Linked DNA regions of Zea mays: region 1 is linked to region 2. The links are chromatin contacts, called in public Hi-C maps. All regions are on one chromosome and are shown on one strand. Each heading gives the region's core, a stretch centred on a gene start, on an enhancer-like site or on the middle of the called end of the contact. The rest is flanking DNA. Distances are from core to core; before and after follow the strand shown.

Region 1 (5,565 bases), core at 561-3,060, 410 kb after region 2:
ATTACTAACAGTGGCATTGCACATAATTCATATATGATCAATTGATTCTTCATATACGCCTCAGCTGTTGAAGCAACTAGCATGCTAGGACCGATTTGCATTAGGCTAGATAGTTTGGACTTTAGGGGAAGATATGAAACACTGTCATATGAAAATATATCAAGAACCACTTGTTATTAATTAATAATCAAATACATTTTTCCATGAGTAATAATGTACAATGCATCTATATATATTATATGTAAAGTTAGAACATAAAAAGTTAAACTGCTTGCTAGGACGGGATCTAGCCGCGCATGTCGTCCGCGTTGTTGATGAAGATGTTGTTCACGTGCTCGACGTCGTTGCACCAGAGGTGGTCCCACGCGCAGCAGTTGGGCAGCAGTGTGGTCCACGTCAACGACATCACTAGGTTGCCTAGTGTCTGCTTCACGCTCAGCAGCTTGTGCAGGTCGTGAGGTGAGCAGGATCGCGCCAGCAATGCGGACGCTGCTACAAGCAGCAAGACAACGAGGAAGGTGGTGGTGGTGGACGCCATCGTGCGCTGGAACCTAGGAAGATGGCTGCACATATCATAGCGATGTTTGTCTTTCTGGATCTATGTTTTATATTAATTTTTAACTTATGTGGTAACACACGAGCACATATATATATGATTAATAATTTTTTGTCTCGTCTTTCAGTCTTAATCTACGTAATTAGTTTTTATAATTAGACTATATTTAATATATGTAGTTGTCATTAAAACATTCGATGTGATACAAACTAATTCAATAGAACCAAACACCCTCATTAAATGTGATGAAAGATCGAACCTCGTCTCCATCACCCGTGGATTTAGATATCTATCAAATATCTTAATCCGATGGATCCGGAATATAGCTTTTGACCCGCGGGTTAGGCCCGCGACCGACCTCGCGACCTAAGTTGGAATAAATATGTATTTTGATATTATCTCTCGTCCGTTGGTAATCTTCACATATAGTCATAATTTTTTTGCCCAGCCCACACACCAGCCTGTTCTCTTGTCTTTAATCCGTATCGCCTTCTATAATATTTTTATCTTTATGGATTGCAGCTGCAGCAGTCTAAACCGTCGGTTTTAATCCGAAGCGAACAACAAACTAACAAAGTCTAAAGAGCAAACCATAACGCACCACCCACAAACCCACTCATCCAGGTGCAAGCCACAGGTCTCGAGTCCTAGGATTTTAGCACTAGACCTGATCATGGATCACTCGACTCGACCAACCTGACTTGACTTGCCCGATAAAAACCCGGCTCGACCCGACTCGACCAATGCAAGAGACGGGTACGTGTCGTAATTTTTGACCTGCAATAATTCACGACCAGGTACGGGTTATGATTTTTGATCTAAAACACGACCTAACTCAAAAAAACTTGACCCAAAGTCAAAAAATCCGATCCAACTCGAAAAAACATAATCCGATATGTCGTTAAATAGGAAGGCACAGACTAGCCGGACCGAACCTAACACTAAACAAGAATCAGATACGAGTCGTGCTAAATGATCTACGACTCGACCTTAATCTAACCCGTTTGAATAGCGCAGCACATAGGAGCCCAGCCGCCACCGCCACTGCCCGCGCCCAGTTGCCACTTGCCACCGCCCATCGCCCGTGCCACGTGCCCACCTGCCAGCACCCACCGATCCCCATCCGGATCCGGCCATCCACTGTCTGCCACGCGCCCAGGCATGGTCGCACGGACGCGCGCGCCCAGGCACGGAGGATCTGCTCTCCGGCTTCCCTCTCCACGTCCGCGACTCTCCGGCCTCCCTTTTCGGCCTAGGCAAGGCAACTGTGACTCCGCTGTCCGGCTCTCCAACCCTCCCCTATTTGGCCATCTGTTGATTCGAAAAAAGAGAAGCCGTTTCGTGATCTAAATTTTGGGCCGGAATCTGATCGCGGGCCTCTAGGCTCGGAGTGGGGAAGCACATCCAGCCCAGCAATGCCAGCGATCCATCTCTCTCCACCGGCTGGGCTCCTCGGCTCTCCGCGAGCTCACACGTCACCGCCGGCCGCAGCGATCCCGCCCCTCACGAGCAGCTTCCGCGCCGGCGACCAACTGCCTCCGCTCAGCACTCGCTCAGTTCTCAGCAGCTCTCACTGACCCCCGTGTCTCCGTCCATGGAAGCCGGAGGCGGCGGCCAGCTCTTCTCCGTGGACCCCCTGGAGCGACAGGCCGCGCGGGGCCACGGCGTCGTGACTTCCATGGCCGCCGGCAGCGACGTCATCGTCCTCGGCACCTCCCGCGGCTGGCTCGTCCGCCACGACTTCTCCTTCGAGGACGCCCACGGTAAGTCCCCCCTCTCCCTTTTTCGCAAGGCATCACCTCACCGCCCCGCGCCCGCAGATCTCGACCTCGGGAGCGGCCGTTCTGGCGACCACTCGGTGCACCGAGTGTTCCTGGATCCCGGCGGCAAGCACTGCGTCGCCACGGTAGTCCACCCCGGCGGCGCAGAGACGTACTACCACCACGCAAGGTGGCCGCGACCCAAGCTCCTCCCCCGCCTCCGGGGCCTCCTTGTCAATGCGGTCGCCTGGAACCGCCAGTCCATCACGGAAGGTAATTCCCGATCCCTTCCTCTGGATTCAATCATCATCTATTGGAAAATTCATTTCATCGTCGATCGTCTGATTTTGGTGCTGCAGCATCAACCAAGGAGGTTATCCTGGGTACTGAGAGCGGCCAAATCTTTGAGATGGCCGTGGACGAGGCTGACAAAAGGGAGAAGTATGTGAAGCCACTCTTCGAGCTCACTGAGCAAAGAGAAGGCATCAAGGACCTGCAGGTTTCAGATACTGTCAATTGATGTTAAATAAATTCTTCTGTTTTCGCTGGAGTGGGCGTGATTGAGCAATTTGTTGTGCAGATGGAGACTGCTGTGGTTGGAAATTCCACAAGATACTATGTGATGGCCGTCACTCCGACACGACTTTACTCTTTTACTGGCATTGGTTCACTAGAAGTAAGTATTAATTCTCTTACATTTTGATTGATAAGTTCAGGATTATCCTATTAAATTAGTTGGGAAGGCAAGTTTGCTATCTTGAGGCTCTGATGTCCTTGTTAGTGTTAGTGCTTATGTTCGAAAGACGAGATGCTTATGCTTTGACTTCGAATGCTTTAGTTTTTGGAAAGCAACACCATATACTATAGATTTTTTTAAAAGGGCTTTCCATTGTATTATATTGAAATTTGTGATGTCCACAGACTGTTTTTGCTAGTTATTCTGATCGGGCCATACACTTTATGGAGCTCCCAGGAGAGATACCTAATAGGTAACCAATATGATTTCTACAGTGCTCACAGAATAGGCATATATACACACTAGTTTTCTGTGTTTCTAACTTATGTGTCCATTGCATGCCACCCAGTGAACTACATTTCTTTATCAAACAAAGAAGGGCTAAACACTTTGGATGGCTTTCTGGATCTGGAATCTATCATGGTGAACTGAATTTTGGAGCACAACACAGGTGAACCACTGAATCAACCATTGAATAACATGTATATTTCCAAAAAAACAGCTCTGTCACTCGCTTGGTTGCTAAAGAATCTGAGTAATCCATCCTACCACTGCATTTCATTAAAGGAAACACGATTTACGTCTCTGGAATTTCTGCACTATGTTTTTCCTAACTGAATTTTGTTTTCCAGCTCTACCAGTGGAGATGAGAACTTTGTGGAGAACAAGGGTTTTTTTGACTATTCAAAATTGGGGGATTCCGGAATTAAACCAAGGTCATTTGCATTGTCTGAATTCCATTTTCTGCTTCTGATTGGGGACAAGATTAAGGTATAAGATTCTCAAAAGTTTATCTTTACACCATTTCCCTGTAATTTGTTTTGCTTTCTCACACTATTTTTTTACTTCCCACTATCGTGTGTATTTCTTTACAAAACCAATGCATAACCTAAAATTTTTAGGTAGTGAACAGAATAAGTCAGCAGATGGTGGAGGAACTTGTAGTTGATGATACACCTGAAACTTCAAGAGGAATAATTGGCCTCTGTAGTGATCCATCTACAGGACTTTTCTATGCATATGATGAAAGTTCTATATTCCAGGTTTGGGACTTTTGGATTCTTCTTTGAGTCATGTCATCAACGCTTCCTGATTTGAATAGCTAATGCTATGAGTTATTTAGGTTTCCACTTCAGACGAGGGTTGTGACATGTGGCAAGTTTACTTGGATATGAATCATTATGCTGCTGCTTTATCCCATTGCCGTAATCCTTTCCAGCGTGATCAAGTCTACCTAGTTCAGGTATTATTCATATATCTTGATGCAGTGTCCAACTTTATGTAATTTGCACAAGAATTTGACATGTTCATTTTTGCTTTTGTATTCCCCTTCTGTATGATGATAAGCTGGAGTTCTTATTTCAATTTTATGTTGATCATTGGTTAATGACTTCGGTTCTTCTATATAAACCTTTGTTTTGCAGGCTGATGCTGCATTTGCTGCAAAAGAGTATTACATAGCAGCATCCTTCTATGCAAAGGTGATACACGTACTGTTATTTGTGCCCTGTGGTAGCATTCATTACTATCTATGTTTTTTTAGCATTGAGTCTAAATTACATCATGTGCCCTGCGGTAACACTTTGCTTGGTTATAGATAAATTACATCCTGTCGTTTGAGGAGATCAGCCTGAAATTTATATCAATAGGTGAGCAGGTAATTAAACTTTCTGATGCAGTTATATATCACATGTGAAAGTGCTATGCTATATACTACCTCCATTTCTTTTATAAGGCGCACACGCATATCAAGGTTCAGACTCCAAGATCTTTGACCAATAATTTGACTAACAATTTTAATTATTATAACACAAACTTGATATAATTAGATTTTTAATTAAATCTACTATCTAATTATCATAGGTTTATAAGTATAAAAAATATAGAATAAAATAAATAGATAGTCATAGTGTAATTTAGGAGATCTTCTCATGTTAAGTGGTGCCTTATAAAAGAGAATGTAGGGAGTATAAGCTTATCAGTCAATTGTGTGTTACCATAATTCATAAATTGCTATAGTTCTGTGAGATCTTCTGTTGATTTAGTTCAGTTTATGTATTCTTTGTCATGGCACATAAGATTTTATGTTGCTATTTCCAAGGTTAATAATCGGAACTACAATAACACCAAGGTCATATATTTTACTTACAGAAAACTTTGATGATTTGACACACTTCTGCTTAAACTGTGAGATCATATCATTTCATTAAACATGCAGGAGAGCTGCATATCATTTCATTAAGTAAGAAAATATAGTACATAGAGTACAAGGGGAGAAGAGTCCCAAAACAAAATACACACTAACACACAAAGAAACATACATCCACTGGGGACCTGGACTAAGCCACCCCAAATCCATGACCTGATGTCAACATCTTGGATTTATGTCTGAAACTGTTGGTCATGTCTACTTTGCAGGATGCTCTCAGAACTTTCTTATTGAGAAGGCTCGATAACCTCACCAAAGAGGACAAGATGCAGATTACGATGATCTCAACTTGGGCTACTGAGCT
Region 2 (5,459 bases), core at 1,425-3,924:
AGGGTTCCAAAACCTGGGCGTGAAATAAACACCAGGTGTGATGGGACCAGTCTCACACATATGATGAATAGTGGTATAGAAACAAATGTCACATCTTTGCTATATAATAGGAGTTCTGTATAAAATAAATAAATAATTACATCATAAGGAGACAACGATCCAGCAACCCAAAGTTGATTGGGAGACGACGGCCTATACCTCTCACGAACACGTCACAACATCCTCCATGCGCCTCATCCTGCGGTACATGTTCTTGACCTGTGGGGGGTGTGAGACAGCAAGAGTGAACTCACATACGTTCATAGCTCAACAAGTTGTGGGGAATAATGTGCATGAACTCGCCAAAGGTGGGAGCTCACGTGAGGTGTAAGGCTTACCAAAGAGGATGGTTAGAGTTGAGCATTGCTTTTAAAGTTGGTCAAAATTTTATTAGCAATTACTAAGTATAAGTAAATACCAACCCAATTAAGTAGAAGAACAAAAGTAATAACAACACCCTCAATGCAATGCATATGACAAATTGAGTTTAGTTGCATAAATTAATCATGTGAGTGTCCGAGTCGCTCATGACCGTGAGCATGGCTAGTATACCAGTTTTACACTCTGCAAAGGTTGTGCATCTTTACCCACAAGTCATGTTACCCATCTGCCAAGAGACGGCCAATCCCGTACACCTCTACCGAGGAGGCGAGGCTGGGTAACACTACGAGGCCTTTACAAAGTTCCACTAGCTTTCGAAAACCCGCTACAGTTTATGGGAAGAGCACTTGTAAGAATCCCTCGTCTGACCGCCATTGCAGCAAAATCAACCCGAGAACCTCCCTGCATGCAACTCCCCTACTGCCCTTTCCCCTTTTGGGTAAGGTAGTCTTCCACTAGCTTTCCTAATTAGTCAGCCAAGGGTGTCCCATACAACCCTTGTGGTAGCACTATTTTCCCGGGTGGTTCTCCATGTTCCAATTAACATAATGATCTTAACATGAACAGTAGATAACAACTGATAATAAAATATAATCATGAATAAAATGTATCTCTAGACCCAAAACCACATAAAGCAATAGCAGGTACTACCCAAAAAGTTTAGTGGAGTCAAGGTATAAAGATAATCAAACTAGGGTAACATAAAGGGTCACATCAAAATTATCCTATGCAGATCATTATGATTAATCAAAAGATGACTGGGTAAAAAAAGTGATCAAGGGCACAACTTGCCTGGCACTTGAGATTCCAGGTACCAACTTGCTCTTCAGATGACACGGTGTCCTCACTGCTAAACGTAGCAATACAGACAAACATAACATAGGCAAAATTAACATCACACCAAACATGTAAATAAAATAAATAATAATAATCTACACATTAAAATAAGATTCTAGGAACAGGAATCATTAATTTTGGAGTTATAGATTTTAAGTTATGAATTTCTGAAGGTTTTATGTGTTTTGTACAAGATTAAATAGGATATAAATTTTATTGTGTTATTCATGTCAAAACAGAGACACTAGGTGATAAACAACATTATTACAAAATTATAGGAACTGGAATGGATTAATTTGGACTAAGTATGAATTCTCTAGGAATTAAACAAGTTCTAGGATTATTTTTACACTAGAAATTCATTTTCCTTACTCAATTATTTAATTCCCCCGAGTTCTGGACTGTACACATTATTATACTAAAGATCAGGGGTTATTTTATAAAAAACCAGGGCCTCAGCGTAAGGATCTTTAAACCACTCGGGACGGCGGTTGATATTAAGAAAACAGAGGGGTCCTTAAGTAAGAATGGCATGGCGAAGGGGTATCGTGAATTCTAAGCCATCCGATCAGAATCCTGTGGTCTAGATTAGATTCAGGCTTAAAGAGAACCGGAGCGTAATATGGGCCGCCCGATCAAGATCCAACGCACTAGACCAGACCCCGAACCGGTACGCCATCCTAACCATTAGATCGAGATCCGATGGCCCAAGGTTTATGAGGTCCGCCGACCATTAAATTTAGATGTAGGGTCCAGATTTACTTAACCAAAACGGTACTCTATGTTTAATCGGAACCGTACGCTACGCAATCGACGGCAAGGAGCCCTTCTTCCCCAGAGGACCAACCTGGCGACAGCATAGGGCCCGCCACGGCAGCAACCTCGCCGGCGAACGGTGCTCCAGCGATCTGGTGCCCAACGACACGCACTGATAGGTGCTACGCGACACAGAGGAAACGGAAAATCATTCTACCAAGACCTTACCGTCAAAGATGTTGCAGAGAAGCTGGTCCCCGATGAGCAGCCGCTCGATTGGAAGTTCAGAGCTTCGTTGAGGAATTGCAGAAGCCACGGTCACCCCACCACCACACCACTGCCAGCGCAGGCGTCGCCCACGATCACCAACTCCAGGCGCACCACCCCGACCGCACACAGATTCCCAAGAAGTGCTTGCACGACGGGCGATGGGAGTCGTCAAAATCTACTGGCGCCACACCGGCAAGAGCTCCTATTTCTCTCCCTCCTTTGGAATCTCGGCGGCACACTGGATAGATGGTCAGGGGAGGCCGATTCTTATACCCCGGTTGCCGAATCTGTTGCCGAGGAAGACGGAGTTTGCGGCGCGGGATTAGAATAACCCGAGGACGGGGCGAGCCCGACACCATTGGCCCACACGCTTTCGCTGCGCTGGGACAGACCGGGTTCGCGAGTGCGCATCCGCCTGGTCATGCGCGTGGAGCCGCTGAAGCCACGCAGCCAGCGGAGACCGCCGCGCACCCCGGTGTTCAGTTTAGGAAGAAGATGACTTACAGCCCGGGCCCACCAAGCGGTGAACCAGTGGTCACAAGCACGGAGCGATGAGGCTGGCGATGAGGGCCCATGCGACGACGAGGGCGCGCGATGCGCGCGGCGGCGGAAGGAGCTGGTGGCGTGGGTCCCGCGTGTAAGTGGCTGCGACCAGATTGGGCCGCGCAAGAGGGGACGGGATGGGCCGAGAACTTGGAAATTCGGCCTATGACGAGGTCTGTTGTTTTCTCCTTTTGTTTTTCACTTCCATTTTCTATTTAAACCTCAAATTTATTTCTAGTTCCAATTTGAAATTTTCAAACCAAATTCAAATTCCTATTTTGCATTTCAGATCCCCAATCACAATTATATATAATACAAATCCTACTATTTCCACTATTATTATTTATTCACCTTCCCAATATTTAATTCTAACGACAATTTACTTTATTACAAATTCCGTTTCTCATGTTATATTTTAATTTATAAGTTGAGATCAAATGTAAATTATGACTCCTCATTTCACGAAAATGCACCCCAACAAATTCATAAGCATGGAATGCCCATTCCTTTATTTATTTATTGGTTACTTGATTAATTTACTATTTTATCTAACTATGAAAAGGAAGGGAACTAATAAATCTCCAAAAGGCTTCGAAAATTCCCCAAAATACTAACATAATTATATCTATTTATTTATATCATTTTTTGGGCTTTACAGTATCAGAAGTGTTGGGATAGCAAGCATAGCCGAACACGCGGAGGTGGTCGTAGGAGGGGTTGTGCCATACAGGTTAAAGTAGGGGGTGGGGTGGCTCACCGCCTTCGATGGAGGATAGTTGAGGAGGTGGGTGGCGGTGTATAGGGCCTCTGCCCAGTAGATGGCAGGGAGATATGCCTGGAAGAGAAGGCAGTGGATCATATTAGTGGTGGTGCGAATCATGCGCTTGGCCCGGCCATTCTGGGCAGAGGTGTAGGGCCACGAGAGACGTAACTGAAGCCACTGGTGGGGAAGAATGACCGGGAGGCATGGTTGTCGAACTCATGGCCATTGTCACACTACAGTGCATGGACCGGGCGACGGAACTGGGTGGAGACCCAGGCGAAGAAGTGAGTGAGGGTGGTAAAAGTGTCGGACTTCAAACGAAGAGGAAAAGTCCAGAGAAAATGGAAAATCATCCAAAATTGACAAATAGTATTTATATCTAGAAAGACTAAGTATACGGGAGGTCCAAAGATCGCAATGAACCAGGTCAAAAGCCTGCTCAGCCCGAGAAGAAGAGGTAGTAAAAGGGAGACGAGTATGGTAGCCAAGCTGACAAGCATGACAGAGGCATTCAAAATGTCCCTAATAAAAGAAGAATCTAAACTTCTGGAAAGCTTGGTCATGATGTCAGGTCCTGGGTGGCTGAGACGATGATGCCAAGTGGTGGAGGTGGTGGTGGACTCTAGGATGGGAGGTGGAGACGCACCGGTGAAAGAGGGTCGGAGCGTGTAGAGGGGCCCGACGCTATCACATCGGGCGAGTGGGGTCCTAGTGGCTAGATCCTTCACAGAAAACTAGAAAGGTCAAACTCAATGGAACAAGAATTGTTAGTGGTGAACCAATGGACAGAAAGGAGATTATGGGCGATGTGTGGGGCTACGAGGACGTCGTTGAGATAGAACGGTCCAAGGAGTACCGAGGCACCTACTGATGTGACTGGAAGAGTGGAACCGTTTCCAACGACGATTGAGGTAGGTTGTGTAGAATGAGGTGGGTGTGAACGAGATAGCATGCCTATGGTAGGGGTGGTGTGGTATGCACCGAAGTCGATGAGCCAGCCAGAAGATGGTGGAGTCAACGCCATGGTGCTGTAGGCGGCGATGAGAGGTTGGGTCCCAGCCTCTAGTGAACGAGGTCCAGGGTGTTGTGGTAGGGGTCCCCCTAGGCGGGAGCGGAGGCGAGGCCGAGGTCATCGGGGGCGCACCGTACGGAGGCATTCCGTACGCTGGCAATGCAGGTACGCCGTAGGTGGGAGCAGTCAAGAGAGCGGGCACCAACATAGGAGGACGGGATGCACTGGGGCTTCATCCAGCCACATGGAGATGGTGCTGGTCCAGGGGTTGTAGAACAACGGCTAGCCCTGGCCGCCACCCCAGCCGATCGAACCCCACGGGTGGAGCTACCGCCCCCACATCTGCCCTTGCGGGGGCGGCGGTCGCCATCGGCGGTGGAAGCCTGACAAGGGGCTGCAGGGGCCACGACAGGGGGCTAAGCGAAAACCTCGATCGAGGAGTGCGGGGGGGGGGGGGGGGGGGGCTGTCTCCTGGAAGACGCCTGGGCACCAGGTGTGGCACTGTAGAGTGTCGGTGCCGGAGTAGGAGCCTCGATTGTCATGGTGAGCTCCTCGAGGAGAAGCTCATTCCACACAACATGGAAGGTGGGAAAAGGCACGACCCTCTTGATGAGAGCCTTCAGGTGGCCGTAGCGGGGGCTGAGGCCATGCAAAAGGTTCAGCACCAAGGTACGGTCCGCCATTGGCTCACCGAGATCGTGGAAAGAGTCCGCCAGGCCCTTCATCTTGCGGCAGTACTCCCTCACAGAGAGGTCCCACTGGGAGAAATGGTGGAACTAGGAGTTGAGGAGAAGAGCCCGAGCATCCCAGTTCCCCGAGTAACTGTTCCTTGAGAGCGAGCCACGCCTGGCGACCCAT

The links. A called contact is a pair of places that touch in the nucleus more often than the background predicts.
Region 1: a contact with region 2 is called in a Hi-C map of bundle sheath, with 3 times the contacts expected there. The contact joins the promoter of LOC103642454 here to the promoter of LOC118473551 in region 2. A contact is called at or near these places in 5 of 25 Hi-C or Micro-C datasets (bundle sheath, ear, endosperm and 2 more).

The regions. Positions count from the first base shown.
Region 1 is chr10:56,373,333-56,378,897 of Zm-B73-REFERENCE-NAM-5.0, forward strand. It overlaps LOC103642454 (vacuolar sorting protein 18), which reads left to right and starts at 1,811. Exons shown (of 23, transcript XM_020545850.3): 1 at 1,811-2,319; 2 at 2,377-2,589; 3 at 2,676-2,815; 4 at 2,897-2,992; 5 at 3,238-3,305; 6 at 3,402-3,503; 7 at 3,685-3,823; 8 at 3,955-4,095; 9 at 4,176-4,295; 10 at 4,477-4,533; 11 at 4,650-4,709; 12 at 5,471-5,565. The coding sequence starts at 2,151.
Region 2 is chr10:55,965,683-55,971,141 of Zm-B73-REFERENCE-NAM-5.0, forward strand. It overlaps LOC118473551, which reads right to left and starts at 2,675. Exons shown (of 2, transcript XM_035963379.1): 1 at 2,242-2,675; 2 at 1-1,267.